3 separate regions of the Sus scrofa genome follow, and all the other regions are linked to region 1. A link is a contact called in public Hi-C data. All regions are on one chromosome and are shown on one strand. Each heading gives the region's core, a stretch centred on a gene start, on an enhancer-like site or on the middle of the called end of the contact. The rest is flanking DNA. Distances are from core to core; before and after follow the strand shown. Region 1 holds the start of LOC100151816 (interferon-induced protein with tetratricopeptide repeats 5). Region 2 holds the start of SLC16A12 (monocarboxylate transporter 12). Region 3 holds the start of CH25H (cholesterol 25-hydroxylase).

Evidence for each region. A called contact is a pair of places that touch in the nucleus more often than the background predicts.
Region 2: a Hi-C map of fetal liver shows a contact between it and region 1, with 2.0 times the contacts expected there. The contact joins the promoter of SLC16A12 here to the promoter of LOC100151816 in region 1. A contact is called at or near these places in 3 of 5 promoter capture datasets (fetal liver, fetal skeletal muscle and liver), 2 of 47 Hi-C or Micro-C datasets (fetal liver and undifferentiated spermatogonia) and 1 of 2 datasets of contacts at active chromatin or transcription factors (skeletal muscle).
Region 3: a contact with region 1 is called in a Hi-C map of skeletal muscle, with 5 times the contacts expected there. The contact joins the promoter of CH25H here to the promoter of LOC100151816 in region 1. A contact is called at or near these places in 5 of 5 promoter capture datasets (fetal liver, fetal skeletal muscle, liver and 1 more), 22 of 47 Hi-C or Micro-C datasets (blood, brain, embryonic fibroblasts and 13 more) and 2 of 2 datasets of contacts at active chromatin or transcription factors (alveolar macrophages and skeletal muscle).

The regions. Positions count from the first base shown.
Region 1 is chr14:101,253,390-101,256,089 of Sscrofa11.1, reverse strand. It overlaps LOC100151816 (interferon-induced protein with tetratricopeptide repeats 5), which reads right to left and starts at 1,272. Exons shown (of 2, transcript NM_001315572.1): 1 at 1,252-1,272. The coding sequence starts at 1,256. It also overlaps a transcript of LIPA not described here.
Region 2 is chr14:101,366,978-101,369,697 of Sscrofa11.1, reverse strand. SLC16A12 (monocarboxylate transporter 12) reads left to right here and starts at 1,348. Exons shown (of 7, transcript XM_013983535.2): 1 at 1,348-1,843. LOC110256785 (a long non-coding RNA gene) reads right to left here and starts at 1,187. Exons shown (of 3, transcript XR_002338770.1): 1 at 1-1,187.
Region 3 is chr14:101,127,131-101,129,927 of Sscrofa11.1, reverse strand. CH25H (cholesterol 25-hydroxylase) reads left to right here and starts at 1,306. Exons shown (of 2, transcript XM_021073089.1): 1 at 1,306-2,797. It overlaps LOC102164066 (a long non-coding RNA gene), which reads right to left. Exons shown (of 6, transcript XR_002338591.1): 3 at 2,157-2,354; 4 at 1,089-1,320.

The DNA.
Region 1 (2,700 bases), core at 23-2,522:
CACTCTGTAGAATTTATGCACAACTGGATACTATGGGAAGTTTCACTTTTTCAAAAGCTTTGTCCACTTAATTTTTTAACTTTATCTCTGGGAAACTAGCAGAGAGAGGCTACTGTGTTTGAGGATGGAACATTTATCTTCAGATGACTTTGAGGGTTTTGTTTTGTTTTGGCGTTTTTTGTTTTTTTTTTTTTTGGCCAGGAAGGAGCGGTCTTTCATTTTCCTTGGGAGAACAGTTAGTCCCCAGTGGAGTCCACCCCTCTTCCACCCCATCCTGCATACATAGACAGTGCACCTAACTTTCCCTCCTTGTCTCTTCAGGCCCCTTCCTGATACCTCTCACCTCCCTCCCTTCTTAAAAATGGTAGAAGTGAGGCACTTATTACATTTTTAAAAAACATATAATGATAGGCAACATTTTTGCAAATATCGTGTGCCAAGCAGTCAACGGACCCTGTTCACACTCCTAAGAGATGAAGCCATCACCTTTCACAGATAAGAAACAGACTCGCCGAGCTTAAGAAACTTTTGCTTTGGGTTACCCAACTAGTACGTGGTCAGAATCAGGATTTAGAACAAAGGGCTCCACTGGCTTCAGGTGCCCAAGATCCGAGCCTTCCACTCCTCAACGTCCTAAATGCGGACGGTTCCTTACCCAGGTGCAGGGCAGGAGCCAATAAAACGGGTGAGCCAAGGTCCCCCCCACCCCACCCCATCTTCCTCTGAGCAAGAAAATCTCAGAAAACGTTGGATGGGGTGAAACAAGAAATATCCGTCTGCGGTACAAAGGAAGTGGGGAGAAGTCTGACCCAGGAATCAGAAAGGCAAAATGGCAGGAGCCGACGCGTGTGACGCCGGGGGGCTGAGGCCTGCGGGGACCCGGCCACGCCGAGGCCAACCGCACCCGCCCGGGGACCGCGGCGACGGGAGCCCCAGGGAGGTAAGAGGCCCAAGAGGCGCGTCGCCTGCCCCCCACCCCCCACCCGGGGCCAACGGTCCGGACTACAGACGCCCGGGACTCACGGGTAGGGTCCGCTCGGCCAAGCTCCCGGGGAGGCCCGCCCTCGGCCGCCCCGACCAGGACGGGGCTGCCCGGGAGCATCCCCAACGCAGACGTCCGCCCGCCGGGCTCAAGGGGCTCCGAGCCCATTCCAGGGCCGCAGCGCAGCGTTGCAAATGGAATAAGAGAAACACGGGTGGGAAACAAAGGCCACAAGTTGCTGGGGAGGAAAAGAGGGGAGAAGCCCTTACCTCATGATGGTTGGGTTCCGCGGCCGTGCAGGAAGGCGCCGGTCCCCTCGGGCTTTCTCCTCAGCACTCGGTTCCTGCGCGGCCGAGCGGCGGGCTCGCGGGCGCGTGCTCGTGCTGTACGCGTGCGCGTGGTCATGAGGGGACCGCGGCGCTACCTCCGCTCTTAGGCTGCAGTCATTGTCAACCGCGGACCGAGCGGGAAAAGGAAACTAGAAAGTGAATCTGATCCCCGGACAGGCGGAGTCCAGCTTGGGAAACAGAAAGTTCTGGAAGCGCTGAGTTGGGGGGGCCCCCGACCGGGCTGAGGAACCGAGGCAAGAGGTTTGCGCAGCGCGCGACGGGGTGGAGTTCATCCAGGGTGAAATTTGCAGCTGGGCTTTAGGACTTCTCTCTTCGCTCCTACCTGCCTCATTAAATTCGCGTGTCTCTCGATAACGTTTTTTTTTGTTTTGTTTTATGTTTTTTTTTTTGGGGGGGGAGGTGTTTTACCTAAAATGGAGATTGTTAAGCGTTATTTTTGTTGGGGAACGGCGATGCTCTTGACAGCTTTGTGCATCCTAAGCTGAACTGAAATCTTGATTCAGCAAACATAGGTGCAATGCTGTGCACTTGAGCCATAATTTCTATTGGGTAAATCTAGAGAAATTGTGGGATCAAAATGTGTAAGCATTCAGAGTTTTAGTAGCCATTGCTGAAAAGCTTTGTGAAGACATTTCTGCACCCCCACCCAAAATTGTGTGAAAGTTCCTTTGCCTTCCATGTCCTTGCCAACTGTGTTTCTATAATAAGGTCCCAGTAAAGATGGGGTGGTATTAGGAATCTAAGTAGAAAGTATCAAATGCCCATACACTAAAATTTTTGTCCCTTTCAAATTCAGTCATTCATTCAAGTTTTATTAAACAACTGCTAAGAGCCAGACATTGTTCAAGGTCCTGTCAATACAGCAATGAATAAAACAGACAAGCGACAAGTCCTGCCTTCTGTCTTCTGCATCTTGTTTCTGGTTATGCAGAGGGCGAAGACAACTCTCAAACCTTGAGAAAAAGTATTCATCATCAAAAAGACACTTATTACCACTTTTTTTTTTTTTTTTTTACCATTTAGTGACTTTGATTTTTAAATGAATGGGCAACGATATATAGTTTTTACTATTTGGTTAATTAAGAAACACTGACTTTGATTTTTCATTCAGTTTTGCTAGAAAAAATGGCTTGTAGGTCAAGTCAGTTTCTGCTCCTCGAGAATCATGTTAAATGTGGCTAACATTTAGGTACAGAACTGGCGTTAGTTGTGCATTTGGGACTTTATTATTCTCTTGTTTGGAATTAATTTCTAGTGTGAGAAGTAAAGATAAAGGGAGTTCCTATTGTGGCGCCGGGCAAACAAACCCGACTAGTATCCATGAGGATGAAGGTTCGATCCTTGGCCTTGCTCATTGGGTTAAGGATC
Region 2 (2,720 bases), core at 99-2,598, 110 kb before region 1:
CAGTGTAGGTTGAAGCGCTGATTCGACTCCTAGCCTGGGAACTTCCACATGCTGCAGGTATGGCCCTAAAAAGACAATAAACAAACAAACAAAAAAAATAAAATAAAACAATTGCTTTGGGCTTTGCTAGAGCCCCTATAACTAGTGACTTAGAAGGAAGAAAGCCTGTGAAGTTTTTTTCTATTCTTCAAAACTTTTTAAAGGAACTAGTTGTCCTACATTATTTAAATGTAAAGTGGGGCTTCTTTGCCACCCACAACAATGTTTAACTAAGAGAAGAATTTTTCTGACTTGCAAAGGTATTCAAGCCTTTAACCTAAAGACCTTCACAGATGAGAGCCCGGAGCTCACCACTGCCTTAATATTTTAAGTCCCTTTTGAATGTTAATGAATTCTTTTACAAGCCATATTTGCTAATTCTTCTGTGTGTTTTAGACCAACTTCACTAATCATTACTTACAAGTAACCTAGAGGATTTTGCAAGTGAAAAGAGGACCTCGATCCAGATTTATAGTGAAAGAGCAGGAGAAGGAGGAGAGAGGAAGGGACAGAACAGCCAGAGTGTAAAATGAGGAAGGGCTTTGGTAGTCTATTTTAAAAATACCCTAAGGTATTATGTGGCCACTGAGCAGCACAATAACTTTCTAGCCCCCTTCTCAAATTTTCCAAAAGGTCGAACTCATTTTGAAACTTTGACATACAACCGACTGAACCACCTACGGATTCTTCTTAGAAGCCTCCTGGGGTTGGGCCTGAGGTTTTGCATTTCAAGCAAAGTCCCAGATGATGACAGTGAGTAGCAACCATGTCGACCCCAAGAAGTTAAAATCAGACGTAGTCAGTTCCGAAGCCTTTGCTCCTGACAGGGAGCCTAATTTACAGGAAGGTTAGCAGGGCACCTGTCTACCTGGGGTGCCTCTTGGTGGTCTCCGGTAGCTCCTTCGTCAAGCCAGGGAGACAGCTGACTCTAAGGGGAGTAGGGCGAATCTTCGCACAATCAAGGGCAGTACCGTTTACTGGGGGCGTGTAATCTGCGCCTCACTCATTTTAGCCTCAGCAACCACAGGAAGTGGACAATTACTATTGCCGTTTTGCAGGTGAAGAAACTGAGGCTCAGAGATTTAAGTAACTTGCCTAAGGTCCCGAGGTTTTCAGAAACACTGAATCTAGGTCCACCTTACTCCAAGAGACGGTGTTTTAACGCTTGGCGGCCTGTTTCCTGTGCTGTGAAACGGGACGGGCTGGCTAGCAGAGACTAGACCCCTGCCAAATACACCTCAGGGAGCCCTTGGATGCCTTCTCCAGAGCTCGCTCTTCGACCCTGCAGGGGAAAGTTCTTTTTGAGAACACTGGCCCTCCACTGCTCGCCTGGGTCGCGGGCACGCACCGCTGTTCCCCGAGAGGGTCGGGCAGCCCCCAAGCGAGTTGGCTCGGGTCACAGCGGGCCGGTCTATTACATAACCGCGGGGCGGCCCTCCTCCCACGCGCCCCTCACCACTCTCCAGGGCGCCGGACGTAGTGCGGAGCCCGGTGATAAGTCCATTCACCCGAGGGGCAGAGAGTCCACGGCATAGCTGGGGGCGCTGAACTTGCCGGTGCATTTCCGGGGGAGTCGAGCACTGCAATTCTCCCCTCCACGCTCTCCGCCTCCCGCACGGCCTGCGGGGGACCCCCAGCTCCTGCCCCGCCCGTGCCTCCGCCCCGTCGGCTCCCCGCCCTTCCGAAGCGCGGACCGCGGAGCCTGGGGCTGGGGAAGGGGCCACCGCGCGGGCACGCGGCACGCTGGGTGCGCCCCGGGGGCATGTCCGCGCGCCACCGCCCGGGCTGCAGCGGTCCACGCGAGGTGAGCATGTGGCGGGGCCCGGCGGGCAGGGGAAGGGCGGACAGGGGGTCTGCAAGGTCTGGGCGGGCAGCGGAGCACTGGAGCCTGGCCCGCCGGGCTGCTGGGGCGCAGTCTCCTGGCCGGCCACTCTGGCGCCCGGATCCCCAGCGCGGGGGCCGGGGATCCCCCCGGCTCACCCCCTGCCTGCTTCCCGGCTCGGCTGTGCAGAGGACGCAGTGGCACAGGTGACCTGGGCATCCTGCGCTTGGGCGGCGGGCTCTAGGGCTGGGTGGGCGGAGGTTGGCTGAGGGCGCTCCCTTGGCTCCCCTCCGCCCCCGCGCCCGGAGACGCTGGGGGAGCCCGCCAGCGCAACCCGGTCCCTCCAAGCGCCTTTTGGGTCAGGCGGGAGACACGTGCCCACTGGCCCCGACTACGTAGGGCCGGCCCTCGGGCAGTTTCTGGGCAGGTGGCTGGAGAGGGAGCGGCTTTGATCCTCATCTCCTGGGGTTTCCAAATGCAGACTTCTCAGGCAGGGGAGACTGCCTTTCTTCTGGATTACGTGTCCAGAGTATCTTCTTTCTATCTTTTTAACTCTTCCTCATGTCCCTCATGGGGAGGGGGGGGGCAAAACCTTCAATTGACTTAATTTCTGTGTTGCTTCTTGACCTTAAAGAAAATCAGTGATATCTGTAGTGCAGACTCAGGGAAAGGTATTCGTGGCAAAATTTAAAAGCACAATTCCAGCAAGTCCTGGGCTATTTGGTTAGCCTTTGGGTTTCACAAATCAACTTTCTGAACCTCTTGTAACTTATTTTTTTCCTTAAAAACAAACAAACAAACAAAAAACAAAGTGTTGAGTCAGTTGGGACCTGGTAGGACACTGGTTTAAGCCTTCCAT
Region 3 (2,797 bases), core at 57-2,556, 130 kb after region 1:
TCATTTCTTCAGTCACCATAAGGGGGCACTCTCAGCTTTGACTTCAAACCTTTTCTGGGCCAGGCTGAGAACTGGGTTGATTTAGGACTCACTTGGTAATTTGAGGATTGGTAAGGCCAACCATGTCTGTGGTCCTTCTTATCGCAGATTATGACTAATTCTTGCCTAATGCATAACATCTGAAAAATATCCTCAAAGAATAACTGTGCCTCAAAAGGGACTTGAAAATAAAACCTTGCCTAATAGGTAAGAATGATCGGAACCTCAGCCATGAGGGAGGAAGTGGGGAAGGCTTTAACCAAGGCTTCACACTTATTAAGACTGTTGATATTATCTCCAAACAATGAATATTTTATGTTTGTGGGTATTAAAAGTGTTATTTTGTTAAATGTAAACATTTGAAATATCCTGTAATTTGAACTCTTGCCCCTTTTTTTTTTTTTTTAATTGGTATATGGAGAGATTTTCAATATATGACCCCTGAATGGCAACATCAGGTTATACTAATTCTCATTTTTTAAAAATTTGTCAGTGATCCATTCACAAGTACTTATTGTACTGGGCTAGGTGCAGATTTCAAGTTTAATTCCAAACTAAGTAAAACTCTTTGCCAACTTGTTTCAGCAGTACTAAAACAAATACTTCTGCATTTTTACACTGTGCCTTCCGGGTTCGTGACGCCTTCTCATAAGACTGATCTCTGCAACACCCTTTTGATGCGTGAGCAAGTGTTTTCTCTGCTTGACAGGCAATGGTGTGCTTTTAATGGGGATGATTTTATATGCTTTAAATATTTTAAGCAGGTTGAGAGTTCCAATAATATTCGTATAAGCACCACTTACAGGTGACGGATGGATCAAAACATAAAAAAAGTGTATAAAACCAAATATGCAGTAGCATCTGTGGCGGATAGGGCATCAAGAAATCTCTTGGGGGGTTAACAACCACCCCCACCCCCCATATTCATCAGCATCCTCCACTGTTCTGGTGTTAATAATTAATGTTTTCTGAGTCTTTTGTAAACAGCCCTATAAATGCAACTTTGATGCCCCATTTCAATACCAAATTCCTGTAGTAGAGATACCTACCTTGAAATTGACACTGGCTGGGTTTTGCTCTCAGTTTGGCTATAAGTTTCTATCGAACCTTAGTTGGTCTTGACTCTTCTGAGATGGAGTTTTCATCTTTACAAGGGGTTAGATTTTGATCTTTGAGATTGTTTCTTGAGTTTGATGTGTTACAGCTGTAAGCTGTTATGACATGTATCTCTGATACCCAGGAATAAACATTTCGGTTAGATAGATGCCAAGACAGTCTCACCTAGATTTGGAAAGAAAAAAAAAAAAAAAAAACCATAAAGGTACAGAAAAAGAGATGATGTCACTGGTACAAGGTTTTTTCAACTACCTTTTCTATTTTCTGGGGGGTGGGCATTATCCAAGATCTTTTGGTGAGGTGGTACCAAATAGCTTTGAGATTATGTTAAATATGTACAGACCTGATTGTTGTACTCTCAGAAAAGTGATTTGATCTCTACAGCAGTTAGGGAAGAAAGAATTCCTATTCTCCAACACTGTCAGAAAGACCACACCACGTTAAAAATACACAGGGAGTCAAAATCAACTGGAGAAGCACAAGAAATAATGTGGCCAAAATTCTGATACCACCAGAAGTCAGTTAAAAAAAACCAAAAAAACAAAAAACTCTTCCATGGAAAACCATCCCAGTGGGTAAGTAGAGCTAAATGACATCAACCAGTGCCCCAGGGGAAAAAAACAAAAAAACACACTCTTTTTTTTTAGCCTTGATCTAAAGCCAATATCTTCTAAAATGAGCATTGAGTCTACAGATACCTTCTGAACACTCATTATATGCAAGGTATAATGCTTGACATTGTGAGAAAAAAATCCTAGAAGTTAGACTCAGTGCCCTAAAAAGGTCTATTCATCTATCAGGTTGTTAAATAAATTTTGTGTAAATTCAGAGTGTTTTAAAGGCACATGTTTGCCAATTCAGGAAATGACACCCCTTTAGTCAAGACTAAATAGGGCTGTTTTATTTGGGTCCATTAAGTGGATGCTGGTTTTGGTTGGCCAACATGACGTGCCCACTTTTTCAGCATCTTCCATGACAGTGGACAGCTGATGAGAGCTTACCTGATCCCTGAGACAGTTGCACTTGCAAATTGGACACAAACTTCTGTCCTAGATGGTTTCATGGGCCGGAAAGGCGGAGAAGCTGGTGGCTATTTTTCAGAGTGCTGTGAGTGAGAGGGGAGAGCCTGGGCCAAGGAGGCTGAAGCTGTGGCTTCCAGGTCTTGCTGCACAGGATTTTCTGGAGAATATGCTGACAGGCTTAGTAATAAAGGATGGAAGAATCAAATAAGGAGAAGAACGAGTTGGTTGGGGCTGGGGCTCAAAGGAGTCAGTCCTGATAGCAGTCTATTAGCTAATTAAGCCACCCACTTAAAAAAAATCTGAGAGCATCCAAAGCATTCAAGCATGAGAGCTGAAACCACAAGAAAAGAACAGCATGTGCTAGAAGGAAATTTGAAGGTTGACAATTTATGTTGAGGGCGAATTTGAGTGAGTGAAATTTTACTTCTGAGCAGAATTCATTTGTAAGTCTGAGAAAGTGAACTGGTGATGGTCTCTCTCTAGAACACTGAAGGGTCCAAGAGTGAAGGCTTAATAAATGGCCTAAGATACATTCACTAGTGTAGTGTAATTCTCAAATAGACTTTAAAAAAAAAAAAGAATAACCTCTCCTCTCTGAGAAGCTGCTTGAATTATACAAA